Linked DNA regions of Mus musculus: all the other regions are linked to region 3. The links are chromatin contacts, called in public HiChIP or PLAC-seq maps. All regions are on one chromosome and are shown on one strand. The core of a region is the stretch at or near the end of the contact, and the rest is flanking DNA. Distances in the headings are between cores, read along the strand shown. Region 1 has its middle 13 kb from the start of Platr29. Region 2 overlaps Ncoa3 (nuclear receptor coactivator 3). Region 3 overlaps Zmynd8 (zinc finger, MYND-type containing 8).

Region 1 (2,808 bases), core at 167-2,666, 180 kb after region 3:
AAAAAAGGAAAACTGAACTCAAAGCATTTGGGCATTTGGGAGGCCAGCCTGTACTGCACCATGAGACCCCGTTACTAGCTAATTAAAAAACAAAAGAAGCCCTTTTGTATCGGGGAGTTTGGAGACTTTGGAGGCCTGTGGCATCCTGGAAGGAGACACTGCCCAGTGTCTTGCCCTGCTAAACAAAAGCTCCTTTGGTGTGTGTGCCAGAAATCTGGGGCCTACTGCCTCCTCCTCTCTCCTCCCCTGCCACCACTCAAAGCAAACAACAACGAAGAGGCCCCCAGGGACAGAGGAGGGCTGTCAATCAACTGGCTGCTGGCTGGCTGGCAACTTGAGGAAGAGATAAATGCCTATTATGTAAAGGCTGAAGTGAGGGCTTTACTTGCTGCAAGGCTCTGATAGAAGGCTCTAGGGGGGAGGGGGAGGAGGAGGGGGACACTCCAGTTCTCCCAAGATGACCTATCAAGCACCTGGAGTCTCATTGGTCAAGCAGCTGAGAGCCACTTTTTTTTTTTTTTTTTGAGACAGAGTCTCTCTAGGTATTCCCAGAATTTATGTAGATCAGGCTGGCCTTAAAGTCCCAGAGATCCCCTTGCCTCTGCCTCCCTAGTGCTGAGATTAAAGGAGGCAATACCACACCCAGCTCCTGTATCTTTTTTTACAGTGTTGAAATGAAAGCCAGGCTTTCCCTGCGCTAAAGAAAGCTGTACCAGGAAGCCCACCAACCGTATGCCTTTTCTTGTAGTCACCAAAAGTCACATGGTTTCCTCGTCCAGGACAAAGCTCATGTTATCTGTACTCAGTCCAAGCACCACTTATGGAACAGAACAAAACTCCGACTCCTAAATTATTGTGTGTGTGTGGCGTGTTTGGGGTGTGTGGTTTGTATGTAATTGTGTGTTTGTATGTGTGGTGTATCTGGCTTGTGTGTGAACTTGTGTGTGAGCTATCTGGGATATGTGAGGTGTGTGTCTCGTGTGTTTGTATGAATGTGGGGGGTGTGTATGGAGTATACGGGTGCCTGTGTGGTTTGTGTGAGAGGGCTGTATGTGTGTGAGTTTGTGTGTCCGGTGCGTATGTGTTGTATGTCTATGGGGTATGTAGTTTGTGTGTGTGTGTGTGTTTCCTATCTGTGGGGTATGTGAGGTGTGTGTATGGGTGTGGGGGTATGTGGAGGTGTCTTTGTGGGGGTTGCTTGTGAGTGTGTGTCTGGTGTGTGTCTAGTGTGTGTATGTGATGCTGGGGATAGGGCCTCACAACCCATGGTTCTTTGAGGACAGCTAAACTGACCAAACACTCCCAAACTTGGCTTCCGGTTAGTTGAGTCATCAGTGGACAGCATTTCCTTAGCCCCAGGGTTAGTCACGGGCAGCATGTGACCTGCCTGCAGGCAATGAATGTCAGCTATTAGCTAGAACTCCAGGAGGGAAGCACTCTCTCCCTGGCTTCCTCCCCGCCCAGGATCTCTCTATCTCTCTGGCAGTTGCTTCTATTTATTTAGTCAATTAGCTATTTGCCTGTGTGTGTGTGTGTGTGTGTGTGTGTGTGTGTGTGTAAGTGGAACTGGCAAAGGACTAACATTCATGAATTAGGTCTTCCCAACACTTTATAGGTCCAAGGGAGGGATCTCAGATTGAGAGTGAGTGAGCATCTCTATTTATCTCTGGGGCTTCTCACCAGCTCTGGTCTCTGGTTTTAACTTTCTCTTTCCCTTTTCCCTCTCCCTCCTTTCCTCCATCTCCTTTTCTCCTTCCTTCCTTCCTTCCTTCCTTCCTTCCTTTCTTTCTTTCTTTCTTTCTTCTTTTTGTTTCCTTGGGCTAGGGTCACAAGGCTGGCCTTAAACTAGCTGTGTAACTAAGGAATACCCTGAATTCCTGACCTCGCCCGTGCCTCCCTGGAGCGAGGAACGCTGGCTTTCTCGGTCACACCCGGTCCTAGGGTGTGGTTGCTGATAGGCTCCTAACCTAGCTACTTCCCCAGGCCTACTTTCCCTTTTCTTTTCCTGACCTTCAAGTAAGCCTCCTGCCTCAGCTTTCCGAGTGCTGAAACGATGACTCTTGAAACTTTAAAATTGAATTGTATTTGTTATTACTATGGGTGACAGGGCAGGCAAGCTCCTGCCATGGTATGCGGACCCCTCTTTGTACTGTGGGACTTCTCAGATCAAACTCAGGTGGTCAGGCTGCTTGGCAAACAGGTCCACCCTCTGTGCCATCTTGATGGCCTAGAACGCAACTAGCTTTATATCCCTCAACTTATATCTATCGTATAAATGTCACGCCGTTCACTCGTGAATAACAGAACACAAGGAAGCAGAAACATCGTTAAGGAGAAATGTACCCGCATGCTTAGCTCAGAAATTCCGGTGGGCGGCTGATCCGTAATCTCGGGGATATCGAGTTCAGAGTAACTCCAGGCTGAGACTTCATCTCAGGCTAAACAACACAAACAGAGCGGAGCCTCAGATCCTCACTTGAGTCTGTAGAGAGCTTGCCTAGCAAGCTTGAAGCCCTGGGCTCAAGCCCCAGCCCCAGGGAAATCGGGTGTGGCTCGGCTCATTACTGGCATGCAGGAGAATCAGAAGTTCAAACTCACCCTCAGATGTATCTGCAGTTTGAGGGCCGCCTGACATACACGAAACCTCATCTCAAACAAAACCCAATCAACAAAGCAAAAACACAAGCACTTCTCTGGAACGATCAGTACACCAAAGAGGAGTATAAGACTCTGACTAGCCAAAGCTTATCTTGTCCCTTTGAACCCAAAAGTGGGGTCTTTTTTCTGATCCAAACAGATAAGAATGTA
Region 2 (2,700 bases), core at 47-2,546, 220 kb after region 3:
AGTCATTAAAATTTTAAGCTAAAAAGTTATACAAGCATAATATATTGCTAGTTTTGGGGGAGGGAGTGTAGATCTTAGTATGTAGTATAGGCTAGCCTTGAACTTGCCATGTCCATCTGCCTTGGCATCCTGAGTGCTCTAATTACAAGCATACCACATGTCCACAGTTTTTTGTTTATTTGTTTGTTTGTTTTTTGAAACGGTCTCATTTTGCAGCTGTGTTTGGCCCAGAACATGCTATATAGTCTATATAGCCTAAGCTGGCCTCACACTCAAGAGATCCACTTACCTCTGCCTCCTGCTAAAGGTGTGCACCATCGTCCCCTGTCTTGGGTAAAGGTTAAAGGTTTATCTGTGTGCCTGTGTGTGCATATATGCATGTATGTGGAGGTCAAAGGCCACCTTGCTTCAAGCGAGGTCCTTTGTTCTTTCCCACTGTACAGGCCTGACTAGTTGTTTGTAGCTTCCAGGGATTGTCCTGTCTTGTCTCCCATCTTCCCCTAGGCGTGCAGGGTTACACACACTCAGCTGCACACTTGGCTTCTGAGTAGCTGCTGGGGATTTAAGCTCTGTTCTCATAGCTCGTCACAGATGCGTTGTCCTATGTAGCCATCTCCCAGCCCATCTTAAGCAGACCTTATTAGTTAGTGCATTTGACTGTTAAAAGTCAGCTTTGATTTTTGAATGGTTTGGAATGTAGTCTTTTTATCCCTTTAATAAAATGAGTCAAGTCTTTGTCTGGCTCAGGATGTAGCCCAGTTAGAGTGCCTGCCTAGCGGGAAGCCCGGGGATGGATGCTCAGCACTGCAGGAACTGGGTTTGGGAGGTACAGGCTTTAATTCCAGCTTTCTGAGAGGGAGGAGTCAGGAGGGTCAGAGGTTCAAGGTCATCCTCTGCACCTAGTGAGAGAATTTGAGACCAGCCTGGACTGCATGAGCCATTGTTTGAAAGGGGGAAAAATAATCTTTGTCTATTTCCTCCCCAATATAAGTTAAAATGTATAGTATTACATATGTTCTAGTGTGATCTCATGAAAAGGTGCTGAAAACCTGTCTAAAACACTGGCTCTCAGTGTATGTTCCAGGAGCGAAACTCAGGGCCTGCCTCTGCCACTGCAAAGAGTGTCTTGCCTATGATTTTTTATATTCCCTTAAAATCAAGAAAACAAATAAAACAGAATCCCCACCTTTTTTTTTTTTTTTTTTTTTGAGAGATGTCACATGTCCTGTGGGCTGGCCTTAAATCTGGAGACTTCTTCCTCCTCCTGAGTTCTGGCATAATCACCATGCCTGGCTTTTCGATGTGATGCTAGGGACCAAACCCAAGGCGTCATGCTTGCCCCACACTCTGCCAAGTGAGCTGTGTTTCCCAGCTGCTGTGCTTTCCTCTCCATGCTGGAAACACTCAGCTCTAGGAATCAGACCCTTGGCACAGAGTAGGTACATGCTAGCCCTAAAAATATGGGCTATATGGATGTGAAGAATGTATTTCTATAAAGAGATGTGCATCTTACTACCCCCTTTTGTGATGAGATCTTGCTGTCCATGCTGGTCTTGATGTTGTTGCCTGCTTGGGCCTCCGGAGCAGCTCTGACTAAGGGCTCCTGCCACAATGCTGGTCTTGTCTCATGGGTTCTACTTCACTGTCTACTGACTTATGTTAGCTTTTGAATGCTTGAGGCATATGCAAATGAGAAAATCAGCATCTCAGAGTGTTTGTAGCATTGTAGCCTTCATATTAAGTTACTGTACCTTTAAGCTTCTGCGGGTCTCAATGGATGTGTCTCTCTCCCAAAGGTGATGGAGACCCCAGGTTTTTTACTGTTCCCTTCACTTAAGTAGTTATTTTATCTGAATTATTTTTGACATACTTGAATTTTGGAACAGTTTTTAGTTTACATCTAAAAAGGATACTTAAAAAAGAACAGTGGAAATTTCCAGCTTTAAAAAAATTTGACTGGTCTAATAACTGCTTCGCAGGAAGAAATATGAAAAGGAGCCGCAGACGTTCTGGATGTCAGCCTGTGAAATTTTCCACTATTTCCCATAATAACATGCAGGCACGCTTATATTCCTGATTCAGTGGGACTGTGACTGCAGTTGCCTGACTGGAATTTGAAGCTCCTGTCAGCGAGAAATGGCATCTGCCACTCCTGCGAGCAGCGCGGAGCTGCCCGTCCTAGGGGCTGGGCTTGCTCTAGGGTTGCCTGGGGAGACACTGTTGGAAAGGCTGATCTTGGAAATTATTTATACGTTTCACGATTCCAAACGATTTTGATTATAGTGGACTTACAATAATACATCTGCTGCAACAGTTTTTTTTAATAGTTTTATTTATATAAATTTATAGAATTTTATTTTGTGTAAAATGCTCAGAGAAGTAAAACATAAAGGTTCGGATAGATCCAGGTTTCATTTGCTACAATTTAGAAACTATTCAATGTATTAGCTTATGCAGGTCCCTGTTAGTGCAGTAGAAGATCAGCAGGCTTCCTCCTGAAGTTAGCCATTCTTTAGACTCAAGTGAGCAGGTCACCCCATTTGCCCAGGTTCTGTAAGTTGACCAAGATAAGTATGGAAGAGCAGATCACAAGATACACTGTAACCTAAGCCTGTCCTGCTTCATCTCTTACAAGGCAGAGTGCCATTGAGGAATGGCCAGCCACCCTTTATGAATTAAACTTAATTATTTACTTTTGAG
Region 3 (2,743 bases), core at 190-2,689:
GGTCAGAGGGCAGCAAATGGAACCCATAGGCCCAAGCCGCACCGCCTCTTCTGCAGGCCAGGGTTTGCTGGGACATGGCCAGCTATGCGTCTGGCGGTTTGCTCTGTGACCCGAAATGGCCACCAGGTCAACCTGGACCTGCTAGGGGACACCTCAAGGTCATTCCTCAATATCACTCCTCAGCTTCACCTTCTCTGCAGCTCCCCAGAGTCCCAAACGGTATTTCCTAAGTTGGATACTGCCAGCTCCACTCTCTGAATTAAGACATCCCTAAGGTCAGAGCTCTTCTCCTAACTCAGTTCGGGGGCTTCTTTGCTTTTTGAGACTGAGTTTCACTCTGTAGACTAGGCTGCCCTAGAACTTGCCAGCCTCTGACTCCTGAGTGCTGGGGTTAAAAGCATGCACCACCATGCCTGTTTGTATTTTAAACTTATTTTTATCATCATCATCACTAAAAACTGGGAAATCCATTAAGGCATCTCTACAAACATGATTTCAAAAAAAAAAAAGTATTGTTCCATGCTAAGTGTATGAAACTGGTAGAATCCAGTCCACTCTGTCTTTGCGAAGAGCAGAATTCAAGCCAGGAGAGGTGGCACAGGCCCGTTACTCCAGTACTCAGGAGTCAGAGGAAGGAGGAGGAGGAGATCAAAGACCACAATTCAATCAAGAAAAGCCAAGATGCTAACAATGTCATGGAAAGACAGAGCACCCGGAGCCTAGCAACACACTGGAACTGCCAAGGACGTGGGGGAGGGGCTGAACGGCTGAGCACAGAGGGGGAGGGGCTGCTCTCTTCACCTGCAGTCTCCAATCATTACAATCTGAGTCTGTGAGGTTATCTCCTCCCTACCACTAGCCCCCTCCACTCCTGCGGACCATTCCTGTCTTCCTTCAGACAGTGGCAGTCCTCTGTGCACCCACTGTACACAAGAAAAGCCGTAGCTTTCAGTTTTCAGCCACAGTAAATCAAGGAGCAAAAAAGATCCTGGAGCTAAGAGAGAACGTCAAATTGGCCAAGGAAGCCATGGCTCTGAATTCTGGGAAAAAGTTCAGAAGAATGTAGGAAAAGACACCCAAGGCTCCCAGGACGGGAGAGGGAGGCTCAAATTCCACAGCACCTAGTACTGGACCCCAGAGAAGGCTCAACATAGAAGTTCTATTCATCACTAAAGGCTTTGAGGGTCTTCATCAATCAAATATGCCCTGAGGACCTCGGAGACCTGAGCGGATCACCCTGTGTCCCCGTGAAGGGTGCACTCATTAAACATGACACACGTGGGTGACCAATACAAGGAGGCACCTGTGTAACACCTCGCCTAGCCACACCTCCACCCAAATCCATCCAAGGTACGCCAAAAAATCCCAAACCTTTGACTTCCCCCAACATGACCAAGTGAAATACAAAACCCCATGTGGCCACCAGGGGGCGACATACCAGAGCTTTGATTGGAGCCTAAGAGCATAGAGGAGGGCGTCTCTCTGGAGCCGGAAAGATCCAGGGTCTAGAAATATAAACAAAAAGATGAAACCATAGAACCCCAGGGAATCACAGGATGGCTCACCACTCCTCCCACCCTTAGAGGTCTCTACCTGGTGATCAGACCAGAGCCAGGGCAGGTGGACGGCCACACACTGTATACCAGATCCGAAAGGCCAGAACAAAGCATTGGAATGGTCCCCCACTCATCCCTGTCGCCTTGGCTTCCCCTACATCCACTACATCCCCAGACCTACCCAGTACCCTGCTTTGCAAAGAAGGTATATACTGCTCAAAAATCTCTTTTTACTTCATGTTAAGTCTCTTCCGAGGCAATAGTATTTTACCGACCATCTAATGATTTGGGCTCTTGAGATACACAGCTACAAGTGCAGGCAAAGAGCAGTAACCATGACCCTTAAAATGGCCCAGGCATTCAACTGTTATCACATACCCCACAGGAAGCAAGCAGCTGCTCGAGCCCTATGGTCCATCGAAACAGCACTGGCCACACGTGGCCACTTCAATCCCAAGTTACTTTAAAATAAGCAGGTCCTTGGTCACATCAGCCACACTTCTAGTCAGTGACGTGTGGCTGGTGGCTTCCAGGGCCCCAGAAGAGACATTGTTTTACCTCCGCAGGGGGGCGCCCTTCTGAACTTTGAGGAACCCCACAGAACAACTGAAGGTCCCACATACACACCAGCCCGGCTCTCCGTGTTCTCGCATGGGGGGCACACTGGCCATAAAGAACCATTCCCCACCCAGATAAACCGGAACAGTGAAGGGCATCCAGTGGTGGCAGATACAGGAAAGGGTCCTTGGTACAAGGCGACTGTCAGCTTGGGGATTCTCACCGAGTTACTACTGTCCTTGCTCTTCTCCGCTGGCGCCTCTTTCTCTTTGGGGGCGCTGGCCGGTTCTGAAGGTGCTGACTGTGTGTTGGAGGAGTTGCCCTGCGATGACTTATTTCCTGTTTCTGTGCTTGCCTCGGCATCTGCTTCCTGCTGAGGGGCAGTCGCTGGGGACCAAAGAGAACGAGAAAGTCATGAGATGCTTCAAGCCGTGTGTGAACATCCAGGAGCCCAGCTTTCAAATGGCTACCCCTCGAGGCCCCCACAGCTCAGTCCCAATTCAACCTCGCCAGGCTCCATCTCTCCCAAACCCACTTAGAGATCTCGCATGGGCCTTCGACTCTGAAACCCAGAGCTCCAAACTTTATTTGCAAATAGACCTTTTCATACTTAGCAATTCAATTTTTAC

Evidence for each region. HiChIP or PLAC-seq counts read pairs in DNA pulled down with a chosen protein or histone mark.
Region 1: an H3K27ac HiChIP or PLAC-seq map of embryonic stem cells shows a contact between it and region 3, with 12 read pairs. The contact joins two enhancer-like sites. A contact is called at or near these places in 2 of 15 datasets of contacts at CTCF or cohesin (CD8 T cells and the NIH/3T3 cell line) and 9 of 115 datasets of contacts at active chromatin or transcription factors (the HPC-7 cell line, effector CD8 T cells, embryonic stem cells and 3 more).
Region 2: a contact with region 3 is called in an H3K27ac HiChIP or PLAC-seq map of embryonic stem cells, with 4 times the contacts expected there. The contact joins two enhancer-like sites. A contact is called at or near these places in 4 of 39 promoter capture datasets (the 3T3-L1 cell line, the C10 cell line, hippocampal neurons and 1 more), 1 of 15 datasets of contacts at CTCF or cohesin (embryonic stem cells), 7 of 484 Hi-C or Micro-C datasets (beige adipocytes, embryonic stem cells, nephron progenitors and 2 more), 21 of 115 datasets of contacts at active chromatin or transcription factors (astrocytes, bone marrow-derived macrophages, craniofacial prominence and 14 more) and 2 of 9 other capture datasets (adipose tissue and liver).

Annotation. Positions count from the first base shown.
Region 1 is chr2:165,967,670-165,970,477 of GRCm38.p6, forward strand. No RefSeq gene overlaps it. Among named protein-coding and RNA genes, the nearest start is that of Platr29, 13 kb to the right of the region's middle. Within about 2 kb of position 1,417, at least 167 of the 459 cell types and tissues checked have an H3K27ac peak or open chromatin away from gene starts, as enhancers often do. A contact at or near this core is called in the HPC-7 cell line and embryonic stem cells, where this site is marked.
Region 2 is chr2:166,008,410-166,011,109 of GRCm38.p6, forward strand. The region is part of intron 1 of Ncoa3 (nuclear receptor coactivator 3); the gene reads left to right. Among named protein-coding and RNA genes, the nearest start is that of Ncoa3, 17 kb to the left of the region's middle. Within about 2 kb of position 1,297, at least 67 of the 459 cell types and tissues checked have an H3K27ac peak or open chromatin away from gene starts, as enhancers often do. A contact at or near this core is called in embryonic stem cells, where this site is marked.
Region 3 is chr2:165,790,467-165,793,209 of GRCm38.p6, forward strand. It overlaps Zmynd8 (zinc finger, MYND-type containing 8), which reads right to left. Exons shown (of 23, transcript NM_001363020.1): 20 at 2,338-2,501; 21 at 1,439-1,505. Among named protein-coding and RNA genes, the nearest start is that of Gm29993, 60 kb to the left of the region's middle. Within about 2 kb of position 1,440, at least 87 of the 459 cell types and tissues checked have an H3K27ac peak or open chromatin away from gene starts, as enhancers often do. A contact at or near this core is called in the HPC-7 cell line and embryonic stem cells, where this site is marked.